Regions from separate parts of the Macaca mulatta genome. Here region 1 is linked to region 2. A link is a contact called in public Hi-C data. All regions are on one chromosome and are shown on one strand. Each heading gives the region's core, a stretch centred on a gene start, on an enhancer-like site or on the middle of the called end of the contact. The rest is flanking DNA. Distances are from core to core; before and after follow the strand shown.

Evidence for each region. A called contact is a pair of places that touch in the nucleus more often than the background predicts.
Region 1: a contact with region 2 is called in a Hi-C map of liver, with 2.8 times the contacts expected there. The contact joins the promoter of ZNF658 here to the promoter of LOC114672855 in region 2. A contact is called at or near these places in 2 of 14 Hi-C or Micro-C datasets (fetal cortex germinal zone and liver).

What each region holds. Positions count from the first base shown.
Region 1 is chr15:125,663,611-125,669,968 of T2T-MMU8v2.0, reverse strand. It overlaps ZNF658 (zinc finger protein 658), which reads right to left and starts at 4,398. Exons shown (of 6, transcript XM_077966485.1): 1 at 4,299-4,398; 2 at 1,808-1,933; 3 at 1,290-1,348.
Region 2 is chr15:125,327,084-125,333,332 of T2T-MMU8v2.0, reverse strand. LOC114672855 (putative UPF0633 protein) reads right to left here and starts at 3,106. Exons shown (of 2, transcript XM_028835367.2): 1 at 2,836-3,106; 2 at 1,946-2,720. The coding sequence starts at 2,960. The coding sequence ends at 2,423.

The DNA of each region.
Region 1 (6,358 bases), core at 3,149-5,648, 340 kb before region 2:
GTAACCTCCATATCCAGGAAAAATGGAGAAACTGTAATTTTCTCAGGTAAACAAAACCTGAGAGAATTTATCACAGGCAAGACTGCCTAAAAGAAATAATAAAAGGGAGTGGTTCAGCAAAACTATGGAGACAGAAGAGTAGGTTAGTGGTTGTTTGGGGCTCAGAGGGAATGAAGTGGTAGTTACAGTGTCCATAGCTTCTTTCTAAGGCAATAAAAATGTTCTAAAATTGACTGCAGTGATATTAGCATATTATCTGAGAATATACTAAAAAAAAAAATCACTGAATTCTACACTTTAAATGGGTACATAGTGATATATGTGAACTGAGTCTCAAAAAGCAGTTTTAAAAAAAGAAAAAAACAAGGGAAGACAAAATCATTTGGAGACAACAGAGAAGACTAAAGAGCCAAGGACAGAAACTGAGGCTGAGCCAAGTGAAAGGACAAGGAAGGTGGCTCCATGAAGACATCAGCCGGGGAAGGACCGGCGAGGGGCAAGTATCACTAACAGAAACGTTCCAGGACAGAGTGAGACATTGAGGCAAGTGCTGCAGAAAAGCCAAGCAAGGAAAGGAAAAGACCACACCACTGGATTTGATTATACTCTGGGTAGGAATACTGGAGAGCCCAGGCAAGTGGCAAGAAAAACCAAGCCATCCCATGGAGAGTTGACGTTAAATGCTAAGTGGGGAAATATCTGAAAGAGAACAGAATTTTGGACCATCTGCTGAGCAACCTATCATGGGTATTCAAAATATGTATGGAGTGTGATTTTAAAGACATTCAGTAGATTCATCAGAAAAATGTTAAATTCCACCCTTTCATTGGAGTTTTTGAAAAACAGTACTGAACGTGTTCAAATTTAGCATTACAGTTTCTACTTCTATTGAAGAAGTAATACTCTGTCATTTGGCAATTCATTAACTAAGTCACCTACTTGAAGAACAATAAATACATTTCGTTATCTTTATGTTTATATTCCATGATAAATCGGTTTGCTTTATCTTTCTCATCAATGTAAACCTTTAAGTATTGTCTGTCTGACACTCCACCATGGCTGTCAATAACCTCAGAAATAAATCTGAAGCTTAATTTGGTAAATTTGTAATATCGAAGGATCTGCATCTATCCACATGCCACTTTGCGCTGCTATTAATCTGCATTTCTACATCTTCTAGGAATGTGTCTGATCCATTTCTGTTTCTACTTTTCCATGTTAATGTAAAGACACATAAACCCTTACAAAACCTATTGTAAAATAAACTGGTTTTTAAAAACCGAACTCACCTGAGAGATGTTCATTTTCTGCTGCTCCTGGAAGAGTGGAGAGAACTGTGGAGGTTCAGCTGGGAAGGAGGAAAGAGCAATGGGGTCATGAAAGACCTGGTCTGCCTCACAGTTCCTACAGAGATGGTCCCTGACATGAGATGGTTCGACTTGATAATGGTTTTCCTGCGACATAATCCCACTGTAATCAAGGAGCATGTAGTCCTATTCATGTGCCTAAAAAAAATATCATCGCACTCAGCTGGAAAAAAGGATTCCCAATGCAGAATGTCCCTTCCACTCTTGAAAAGGGACAGGAGGGACCACTCAAAGACAGCCACACCTGAATACGTGCATCTCTGATAGGATTACATGCGCTTAAACTTGCATTTTCACTGAGTAAAGTAATACTGTTTTTTGTTGATTTACTAATAATTATGTTGATTTATTAACAATTATGTTCCCTTTTGACTAAGAAAAAAGTAAAAATAAAACAAAGGATTAAGCAAGTTCAGGTATACAGAGATGAAGCTGTTTACCTTCATTAAAGCTAATGTCAAAGAACTACTCAGCTGGGCGTGGTAATCCCAGCAATTTGGGAGGTGAACTGCTGGAGGCCAAGAGTTCCAGACCAGCCTGGTCAACGTGGCGAAATCCTGTCTCTACTAAAAATAGAAAAAAATAAAAAATAAATTTAAAATTAATTTTTTAAAAAAAGAACTAATCAGACTGACTTATTAATCAAGTTCTTACTGTCTTTACACCCAGAATTAGCGCTTCCACAGAAAAAATCAAGATGGGATTTTTTTTTTTTTTTTTGAGACGGAGTCTCGCTCTGTCGCCCAGGCTGGAGTGCAGTGGCCAGATCTCAGCTCACTGCAAGCTCCGCCTCCCGGGTTCACGCCATTCTCCTGCCTCAGCCTCCCGCGTAGCTGGGACCACAGGCGCCGCCACCTCGCCCGGCTAATTTTTTGTGTTTTTAGTAGAGACGGGGTTTCGCCGTGTTAGCCAGGATGGTCTCGATCTCCTGACCTTGTGATCCGCCCGTCTCGGCCTCCCAAAGTGCTGGGATTACAGGCTTGAGCCACCGCGCCCGGCCTATTTTTGGGTTTCCAATATAGGAAATTCTTCCTCTACTACCAGGAAAGAGGGAACATCAGTATTACTCTAAATGCCACAGGTGATGATGAACACAGTGTGAGAGGGACTCAGAATGCGGAAGAAGTGAAGGCAGAAAGGAAAATAGGCTGCTGTTTGGCATCTGGACAGCTGATTACGTCTTCCCTGGATAGCATGACCTAATCAGCCCTCCAGTAAAGTGTCTTTTTCCACCCAGCTTGACAGTCACTCATCCCTCTCAGCCCCAGGGAATTGCCTTCTGCAAGTTAGTCCACAGCAAAGTCACACGGTCTGTGATGGCTTCTGGATGTGGCAATATCACTAAATCTGATGCATACATTATATAGGGAATCAAGAACTGCCTCTGGGGAAGCAATCAGGACTTGCTCCTTTCTAGAATCTTCTGCCTCTTCTTTGACGTTCTAAAAGAGGTCTCCGTCATATAGGCTGTTCTTCTATGGCAGTAGTCCCTAGGACTCCCTCTTTACTGCCTCACACGAGCTGCTTTGCTCCAGAGGAGCTGGGACTTGGGCCTGAGAAACAAACTCAATTGAAACCTTCACCTAATACCTTAGACCTGACTCTTGAGATTTACTCGAAATGTGCTATCCAGCACTGCAGCCATCAGCCACACAGAACCACTGAACACCTGAAGTTTGGCCAGTGCCACAAGTCGAATATTTAGGATGCAATGAGTTAAGTAAAATAAAGCCGTAAAACTGACTTTGCCTGCCTCTTCTCTTCACTGTAGCTACTGAAAAATTCTAAGCTTTTTTTTCCCCTCTTTTGAGACAGTCTCGCTCTGTCACCCAGGCTGGAGTGCAGTGGCTCAATCTCGGCTCACTGCAGCCTCTGCCTCGGGTTCAAGCGGTTCTCGTGCCTCAGCCTCCCAAGTAGCTGGGATTACAGGAGTGCACCACCACGTCCAGCGAATTTTTGTCTTTTTGTAGAGATGGGTTTTTGCCATGATGGCCAGGCTGGTCTCGAACTCCTGGCGTCAACTGATCCACCGGCCTAGGCCTCCCAAAGTGCTGGGATTACAGGCATGAGCCACTGCGCCTAATCAAAAATTATGAATTGTATTTGTGGTTTGCCTTATCTTTCTACTGGACAGTACAGCACTAGAGTATCAATCTGTGCCTTTGAGGAGACAGCAGGAACAGTACAAGAGGATTCAGGAGCCTCAGCCTGAATCAGAGGTTCTGTAGAGACCCGACAAATCGCAGGATGTATTTACCACTTGGTGAGATTCTGTCCACATTCACTTCACAATCATCTACACAGATCTGGTGACAGGCCGCTCTGCATAAGCGCTCTGAAGGCTTTAGGTAGATACTGGAAAGTCTGGGTTTCAGGCAGACAGCATATTAGAAAGAGCAGGATAGGGAGTCACATCTCTCGGCATTTGCATCTCACCTCTCTCACCTCCTAGCGTGTGCTCTGGGGTACCCATCCCCATGAACTTTCGTCCATTTTTTAAAAACGGCACGTTTATACCAAGGAGGGTCGCTGGGAGGGTTAGGTGAAATACCAAACGATGAGAGTAAGTGTCTCATAATTGTGAGAGCAGCTTACATTTCACACAGTGACTATTACGGACACTTGACAAAATGCTTTACAGGTGACAACTTATTTAATTCTCAGACTAAGAACACGAGTTACTAGTAACCTCCTCCTGTTAGCCGTCAACCTTATCCACGCACATTGCCCTTCCCGCGCCCGCAACCCCGCGGGGCCCGGCAGCCCTACACCTGCGGACAGGACTCAGCCCGGGCCCGTGCACGGGGCCGCGGAGGAGAGGGGAGGGCCATCCTGGGGACTCCTGAGACTGCCTGCTGCAGCCCCCCGCACACAAGCCCGCCCGTCCCCAGGCTCCTGGGCCGCGCGGAGCCCTGTCACCGACGCTCTCACCCCAGGTGCGCAGCCTTGGCTCCCGCGCAGACCTACAGACTCGTACACCTTGTCCCTTTCAGGCCCCGGAGGTCGGACGGCGGGAGGTGGGGCTGGGTTTACACATGCGCAGAGCGAGCGCCGAAGCCCCATTTCCCGAAGGGCTACGCGGCAGGCGCGTAACGTTGAAAACTACACTTCCCATAAGCCCCTGCGTTCGAAGGAAGTACTATAATTTTTTCTGCTTCTTTGACCGGCTGGGAGGGACCTTTGGAGCCCAGAGTTTTCCCAAATTCCCGGAGGTTGTCAGCATGACCACAAACTGCGAAGCGTGGTTCTTGGTACGATCCTGGTTGGAGAAAAAGCACCTGAAACAGACATTAACAATTGGGGAAACATGACTATCGACAGGACATTAGAAATATTAAAGAAAATTACCATTACTTTGAGAATAATGGCTAGACAATGTAGGACATTGTTCTTATGTTTAAAAGATATGTACGGAAACGTTTGCAATTGTATGCTTGTAGTTTAATTGAAATACTTTAAAAATAATTTCTCAAAACAATGAGAGAAAGTAGATATAGAAATAAGTGAAGAATTGTTAAATCTGTATAATACGTGCATATGCTGCTCATTTTACTATTTTCTACTATTCTGAGAGTCTGTTTTTGTCTGTTTTTTTGCTCCACAGTTCTGAGTTCTGAGTTTTGCCAAATGCATAATGTCTTTTAGTGGGATTTCCACCAATGCAATGATGTAATATCCACCATCATGGTATCATAAAAAGTAGTTTCACTGCCTGATATGGTTTGGATTTGTGTCCCTGCCCAAATCTCATGTCAAATTAAAGGAGGGGCCTGATGGGAGGCGATTGGATCATAGAGCAGATTTCCCCCTTGCTGTTCTCGTGATAGTGGATTCTCACAAGATCTGATGGTTTAGAAGTGTATGGCACTTCTCCCTTCGCTCTCTTGCTCTGCCATGGTAAAGCTGTGATTGCTTCCCCTTCACTTTCTGGCATGATTGTAAGTTTCCTGAGGCCTCCCAGTCATGCTTCCTGGTAAGCCCGCAGAACTGTGAGACAATTAAACCTCTTTTCGTCATAAATAACCCTATCTCAGGTAGCTCTTTATAGCAGTGTGAGAATAGACTAATACAGAAAATTGGAACCAGGAGTGGGGTACTACTATGAAGATATCTGAAAATGTGGAAGCAACGTTGGAGCATAGCTTTTTTTATTTTGCATTGTGCCAGCAACATTTGTAGAAAAGGCTATCTTTTCTCCACTGTCTTGCCTTTGTTCTTTTGTCAAAGATCAGTTGCTGATACTTGTGTGGGTCTTTTTCTGGGTTCTCTATTTTGTTCCATTGATCTATTAATACTTGTCAGTTATTTCACCAATATGACACTGCCTTGATCACTGTAGCTTTATACTGATTTTTGAAGCCAGGAGGCATTAGTCTTCTGACTTTGCTTTTCTTCAATATTGAGTTGACTATCTGGGTCTTTTGCATTTCCGTATAAACTTTAGAATCAGTTTGTTGATGTCAACAAAATAACTTGATTGAGATTGCGTTGAATCTATTGATCAAGTTTGTAGGAACTAACATCTTAACAATATTGAATTTTCCTATCCATTAACATGGAATATCTCTCCATTTATTTAGTTATTTATTTCTTTCATCTGAGTTTTGTACTTTTCCTCATATAGATCTTGCATGTATATTGTTAGATTTATACCTAAGTATTTCATTGTCTTAATGATAATATAAATTGTGTGTTTTAAATTTCAAATTCCAATTTTCATTGTTGGCTTATAGGAATGTAATTGATTTTTGTATAATAAGCTTGTATGCTGCAATCTTGCTAATAATCACTTAGTTCCAGATGTTTTTCTGTCAACTCTGGGGTTTCCTACAGGGATGATCATATCATCTGCAAACAAAGATAGTTTTATTTCTTCCTTCCCTATTTGTAGGCTTTCTCCTTCATTTTCGTGTTTTGTTCCATTAGCTAGGACTTTCAGTATGACGTTGAATAGGTGTGGTGAGAGAGGAAATCCTTCCCTTGATTACTAT
Region 2 (6,249 bases), core at 1,857-4,356:
CAGATTAGTGGTTGTCAGGGGTTGAGGGAAGGAGGAAATGAGGAGGGATTAAGTGAATTAATGCATGTTAACACCTTAAACTTTGGGCAACTGCCCAATCACACAGACAGTGCAGTCTCATTCATGGGTTTCAGGTAAAAACAAAGAGAAAAGCCGAGGCAGAAATACCAACATGTATGTTATTAAAAACATAAAACCTAAGTATATAGACAGACTACGTTCCTTAATGAGCAGATTCAATATTATAAGGTTGCCAATTCCCCTCCCACAATCTCTCAAAAGTTGCAAAGTAATGCAATGTAATGCAATTTTAATCCAAATGGCATGCTTATCTAGACAAGAAAAAATTGATTATAAAATTTATATGAAATAATAAAAATTTTCAAATGGAAGATTATTAAGGAAGAAAAGAGTGTGAAGACCCTGCTCTATATGGTAGAAGTCAAAGACAGCTACCATCAATTCTTTCCCTTCCTCAACACACATTGCTTCTCAAGAGGTGAGGAATAACTCCCCTCCCCTTGAATCTGGTTGCCTTGCGACTTGCTCGATCCACAGAATATGACATAAATTCCATTCTGGGAATTCTAGGATTGGGTTTTTTTGGGGTTTTTTTGTTTGTTTGTTTGTTTTTTTAAAGACAGAGTCTCGCTCTGTCACCAGGCTAAAGTGCAGTGGTGCAATTTCAGCTGACTGCAACCTCTGCCTCCCAGGTTCAAGAGATTCTCCTGTCTCAGCCTCCCGAGTAGTTGAGACTACAAGTGCATGCCACCACACCCAACTTATTTTTGTATTTATTTATTTTTTATTAGAGACGGGTTTCACTATGTTGGCCAGGATGGTCTCGATCTCATGACCTGGTGATCTGCCCACCTCGGCCTCCCAAAGTGCTGGGATTACAGGCATGAGTCATCGCGCCCAGCCCGATTTTATTTTATTTTTTAAAGAAACTGAAGCTTCTACTTCGGTCTCTTGGAAGCCTTGCTCCTGGGAAGCCCTTCCTTGAACCTAGTTGCCATTCCATTCCACCAGGCCACATATGTCTTCTCCAGGCAACAGTCTACATGAATTGCCAGTCATGTAAGTGAGTTCAGATGACTGTGGCCCCAGCTAACATTTGACTGTAATACATGTGAGAGGCCCCATGCAGAACCACCTAGAACCATGGAGATCAACCACCCTGCAGAAGCATGAAGTTAAGCTTAGGGGTGGTTAATTACGCAAAAATAAGTAAACAGAGCACTCCACCAGGTATTAAACATTATTACAAATATTATGTAATTAAAACAATACAGAACAGACCAGGGTTGACTACAAGATCAATGGGACAGAATAAAGTTACACAACCAATGCCTCCTGGTGACCACAGGGATTTGTCACAGATCTCATCACTTAGAAACCCTACAGCGGTTTCCCTGGTCACCTTCCAGTCACCTCTACACCTTGGCTCCTTTTAGCACTCCTCCCTGGCTTATCACTATATGGAATTACTTTATCTCTTTGTATTGTCTGTCACCTGCCACCATAATGTGAATTTCTAGACCTCCATAGCATCCAAAGCCCTAGAACAGTTCTTAGAACACAGAAGGTGCTTGACAAATATTTTCTGAAAGAAAAAGAAGATACTTCAATACCTCAGTTTATTAATGAAGTGGGGCTACCATATGGCTGCCTGAACAAATACAGCTTGACACTCACTTTCTTGCTAATGACTGAAGTGTATTAACTTGTGTAATCACACAACTACCCTATGGGGTAGATGCCCTTATTTCTCCATTTAGCAGATGAGGAAACTGAAGCACAGAGGGGCCAAGTATCTTGACCAAGGTCACACAGCTTTTAAGTGCCAGAGCCAGGACTCAGATCCTCACAGGTTTGGCTCCAGAGCCCCCAATTTAACCTCCTAACCTCTCTGCTTTACTGGGCTAAACCTTCACCACCTGGAACTCTCCAGGTGCTCGTAAGCGAGTGCTACCCAACTCCCATCACGAACTCGGAAGACCTGTCATTTTCTGAAATTTTCACAACTTCTAAGACACTAGTTATTGGGGAAAACTTCAAATTATTTAAATAATGAGAGGCGAATAACATTGCTAAACTCATGAACACTCTGTATTTAAAAACTCCACTGGAGATCAGGGCACACAGAATCTCTACTACTGATCCCTGACGCTGACCTTCCCCCAACCCGTCGGCCCACGGACCCCAGCCCTGACCCCACCTCCTCCCAGCATCTGACACAAGGATTCTCACCACACTCCCCAGAGACTCGCCTGCCCAGGGCCCCTCTCTAACCCCACATAGCTCAGGTCTCTGACCCAGAGACAGCATTACCGACCTCTCCTACTATCTATTTCCAGATTAGAGTTCCTGATCCCAGAGGTATTGTCTACAATAACTAGCTCTTACAACTATGTCCACTTCAGGAACCGCCCTGTGACGTCAGAACTTTGAGGCCGCCCGGCCAGGGCTGCACATGCTCAGTGAGGCCGGCGCCCGCCAGTAATAAACATGGCTCCCTAAAGCCGCTCGGGCTCAAGAGCAACATGGAGGCCTGCACTTCATCGCTCCTCTCTGGGGGCGGCCATACTGAGGAGGCATCTCTTCCGTGCAGGCAGGCTGTCCTGGGCACCTCAGAGATTCTCTCCAGCGGCAGCGGAAAATGGGCAACGGGTGGATTCGGGTCCAGATTCCGGCAGGAGGGAGTTTGGGATCGAGATCTGGAAAAAAGCATTAGACTGGAAGAGGACGCCATGGAGTCGGAGCCGCTGGCGGGGACAAAAACCTGGGGCTGGGGAAGGCGCCGGTGGGAGGCAAGGCGCCGAGGGACTTTACCCGCGGACGCGTCGCAGCCGTCTCCGCGCACAGTGGTGGCCATCGCGGCTGGTGCCCCAGTGTCGGCGTGTGCCGGGGGCTCCACTGGGACCCGGGTCGCTCGCCCTGAGTCTCCCCTTCCTCATCTGTACGCTTGGGACAAGAACAGTAACCCTCGCAAGTCAAGACAGGCCGGGCCTGTCGGGAGGGTCCACGCCTTAGAGCAGGCCCCTATCGTGTTCAGGGCCCTGAGATGGGGTCTGACTCAGTTCCTGCGGGGAAATTCACCAGTGACCCAGTGAGTGCCCTTCAGTTAAAGACCACCAGGAGCACACTTGTGGAAAATATAATTACATTGCAGCAAGGAATGGGGTACTATGGGTCATCTCAGTGGAAGGAGTTAGAGAGAAACTATTAAACGAGTCGGGGTTTAATTGGTTGATTTTCGATAGGGTCTCAGAAAGTGAAGATTTTAGATTGGATGCTGTCAGAAGTGGCATCAAGACTTTGTTTTTTATCTGCATTTAGACAACATTATAAAGTGCCCTTGTTTTTGTTTGCACTTACCACGGTCTCCGATTAACCTTCTGAAGTTGACATTATTCTGTGAGATTGTTTATATCCAACAGGAAAACAAAATGGCCTGGCCATGAGCATCAGACCGGCGTGTAATAACATTAAGGCCTAACTGTGACCCAAATATTGACAGAATTGAAATTAAAAATAGTTCTACAGTAATAGAGTCTTCAATACTCCGTTTAAAATAATGCATAGAAGCTGGACATGGTGGCTCATGCCTTTAATCTCAGCCACCTGGGAGGCTGCAGCAGGTGGATTGCTTAAAGCCAGGAGTTCGAGACTAGCCTGGGCCTTTTGGCCTGTTTCGGCTTTTAACGTGCCTTCCTCACTCAGCTTAATCATTTCTCACTTTTGATTTTTAATAAGAGATATGTGGCTCTTACTTTCACTTGAACACATAGAGGCCTTTGTAGAGTTATTAATTGGCATAATTTCAATATTGCTGTGTCTCAGAAAACAGGGAGACCTGAGGAGAGGGGGAGATGGAGGAAGGGCAGATTGATAGAACCATTTGAACACACATATGTATCAATTAAGCTCATTATCTTTTGGGGAGCATGGTTTGTGATGCCCCAAAACAATGACAATAGTAATATCAATGATCACTGATCACAGATCACCATAACAGATATAATAATAACAAAGCATTTCAAATATTGCAAGAATTACAAAAATGTAACACAGAGATACAAAATAAGCACATGCTACCAGAAAAGTGGCACTGGTAGACTTACTTGATGCAGGGTTGTCACAAACCTTCAATTTGTAAAAAATGCAATATCTGAGAAGCATAGTAAAGTGAAGTGCAATAAAACAAGATAAGCTTATATATGTATGCATGCACACACCAGTACACATCCACCTATCCACACACAAATCTTTGTACAAACAAATCCTGTATTTTCAAATCCAAGAATACATCATTTGCACCTTAAAAACATCTGTCATCCTTGTAGTGTCCTTTTCTGTCTTTGTTATCAGGGTAATGCTGGCCTCATAAAAAATGTTTGGAAATGTTCCCTCCTCTTCAACTTTTGGAAGAGTTTGTTAATAAATGGGATTAATTCTTCTTTAAACATTTGCTAGAATTCTCCAGTAAGCTATCTGGTCTTGGATTTTCCTTTTTCAGGAGTTTTTTGACTACTGACTCATATTTTTACTCATTATTTATCTGTTTTGATTTTCTGTTTCTTCATGTTTCAGTCTTAGTGGATGTATGTTTCTAGAAATTATATTCTAAGTTAAACAGTTGACACATAGTTGTTTAGAGTAGACTATTAATGTCCTTTGTATTTCTATGGTACCAATTTTAATATTTCCTTTTTTGTTCTAATTTTATTTATTTGAGATTTCTCTCTTTTTTCTTAGCTTAGTGAAAGGTTGGTCAATTTTTATTATCTTTTCAAAAAATCAACTTTTCATTTCATTGATCTTTTCTGTTGTTTTTCTGCTCTATTTCATTTATTTCTGCTATGGTCTTTGTTAGTTCCTTCTTCTAATTTTGGGCTTGATTTTTTTTCTTTGACGTTTATTGTTTCTTTGAGATCTTTTTTCTTCATTTAGTACTTATCTGTATAAACTTCCCTCTTAGAGCGGCTTTTGCTTCATCTCATAAGTTCTAGAATGTTGTGCTTTCATTTTAGTTTGTCTCAAGATATTTTATTTCTTTTTTGATGTTTTCTTTGATCTGTTGGTTGTTCAGGAGTGTGTTGGTTGATTTCCACATATTTGTCACTTTTCTAAGTTTTCTCCTGTTTTTAATTTTCAGTTTCATGCCACTGTGGTCAAAAAGAATACTTGGTAAGATTTCAATCTTCTTAAACTTGCTAAGACTTGTTTTCTGGCCTAATATATGACATATGTTGGAGAATGTACTGTGTATGCTCGAGAAGAATGTGTGTTTTGCTGTTTTGGAAAGGAATGTCCTGTATATCCGGTCCATTTGATCTATAGTGTAGTTCAAGTCAGCTGTTTCCTTATTGATTATCTGTCTGAATGATCAATCCATTGTTGGCAGTGGGATATGGAAGTCCCCTACTGTTATGTATTATTGTTGTCTACTTCTCTCTTCAGATTTGTTAATATTTGCTTTATATAATTAGGTACTCCAATGTTGGGAGAATATGTATTTGCAGTAGTTATATCCTCTTGATGAATTGACCCTTGTATCATTCTATAATGACTTTGTCTCTTGTTACAGTTTTTGACTTAAAGTCTATTTTGTTTGTTGTAAGAATAACTACTCTTTCTTTTTTGTTGTTCCCTCTCTTTCCTTTCAGTCTATGTGTGTCTCTGAAGGTGAAGAGAGTCTCTTATAGGTGGCATATATTTGGTTCTTGTTTTACTCTCCATTCAGCCACTCTGGGTCTTCTGTTTCACTAATTTGGTCCACTGATATTTGAAGTAACTATTGATAGGTGTTTTGTAGTTTCTTTGTTCTTTTATTTCTCTCTGGCTGTGCATGATTTGATTATTTTGATTATTTTCTGTAGTGGTATACTTTGATTTTTTGCTGTGTCTTTGTAGTAATTCTTTTTTAAACATGTGGTTAAATTCTCATTTGTGTATCTATTACATGTTTCGTCTTTGTGATTATCATGAGGCTTACATAAAACATCATATGCTATCATGTGCCATATAAGGATGTTTTGGTCAATGATGGGCCACATATACAATGGTGGTCCCATAAGGTTATAACATTTTTGTTTTATCTGTTTAGATACATTTAAATACACAAATGCTTATCATTGTATTACAGTTGCCTACAGCATTCAGTATAGTACAATGCTGTACAGATTTGTAGCCTGGAAGCAATAGGTTATACCATATAGCCTGGGTGTGTAGTAGGTGGTATTA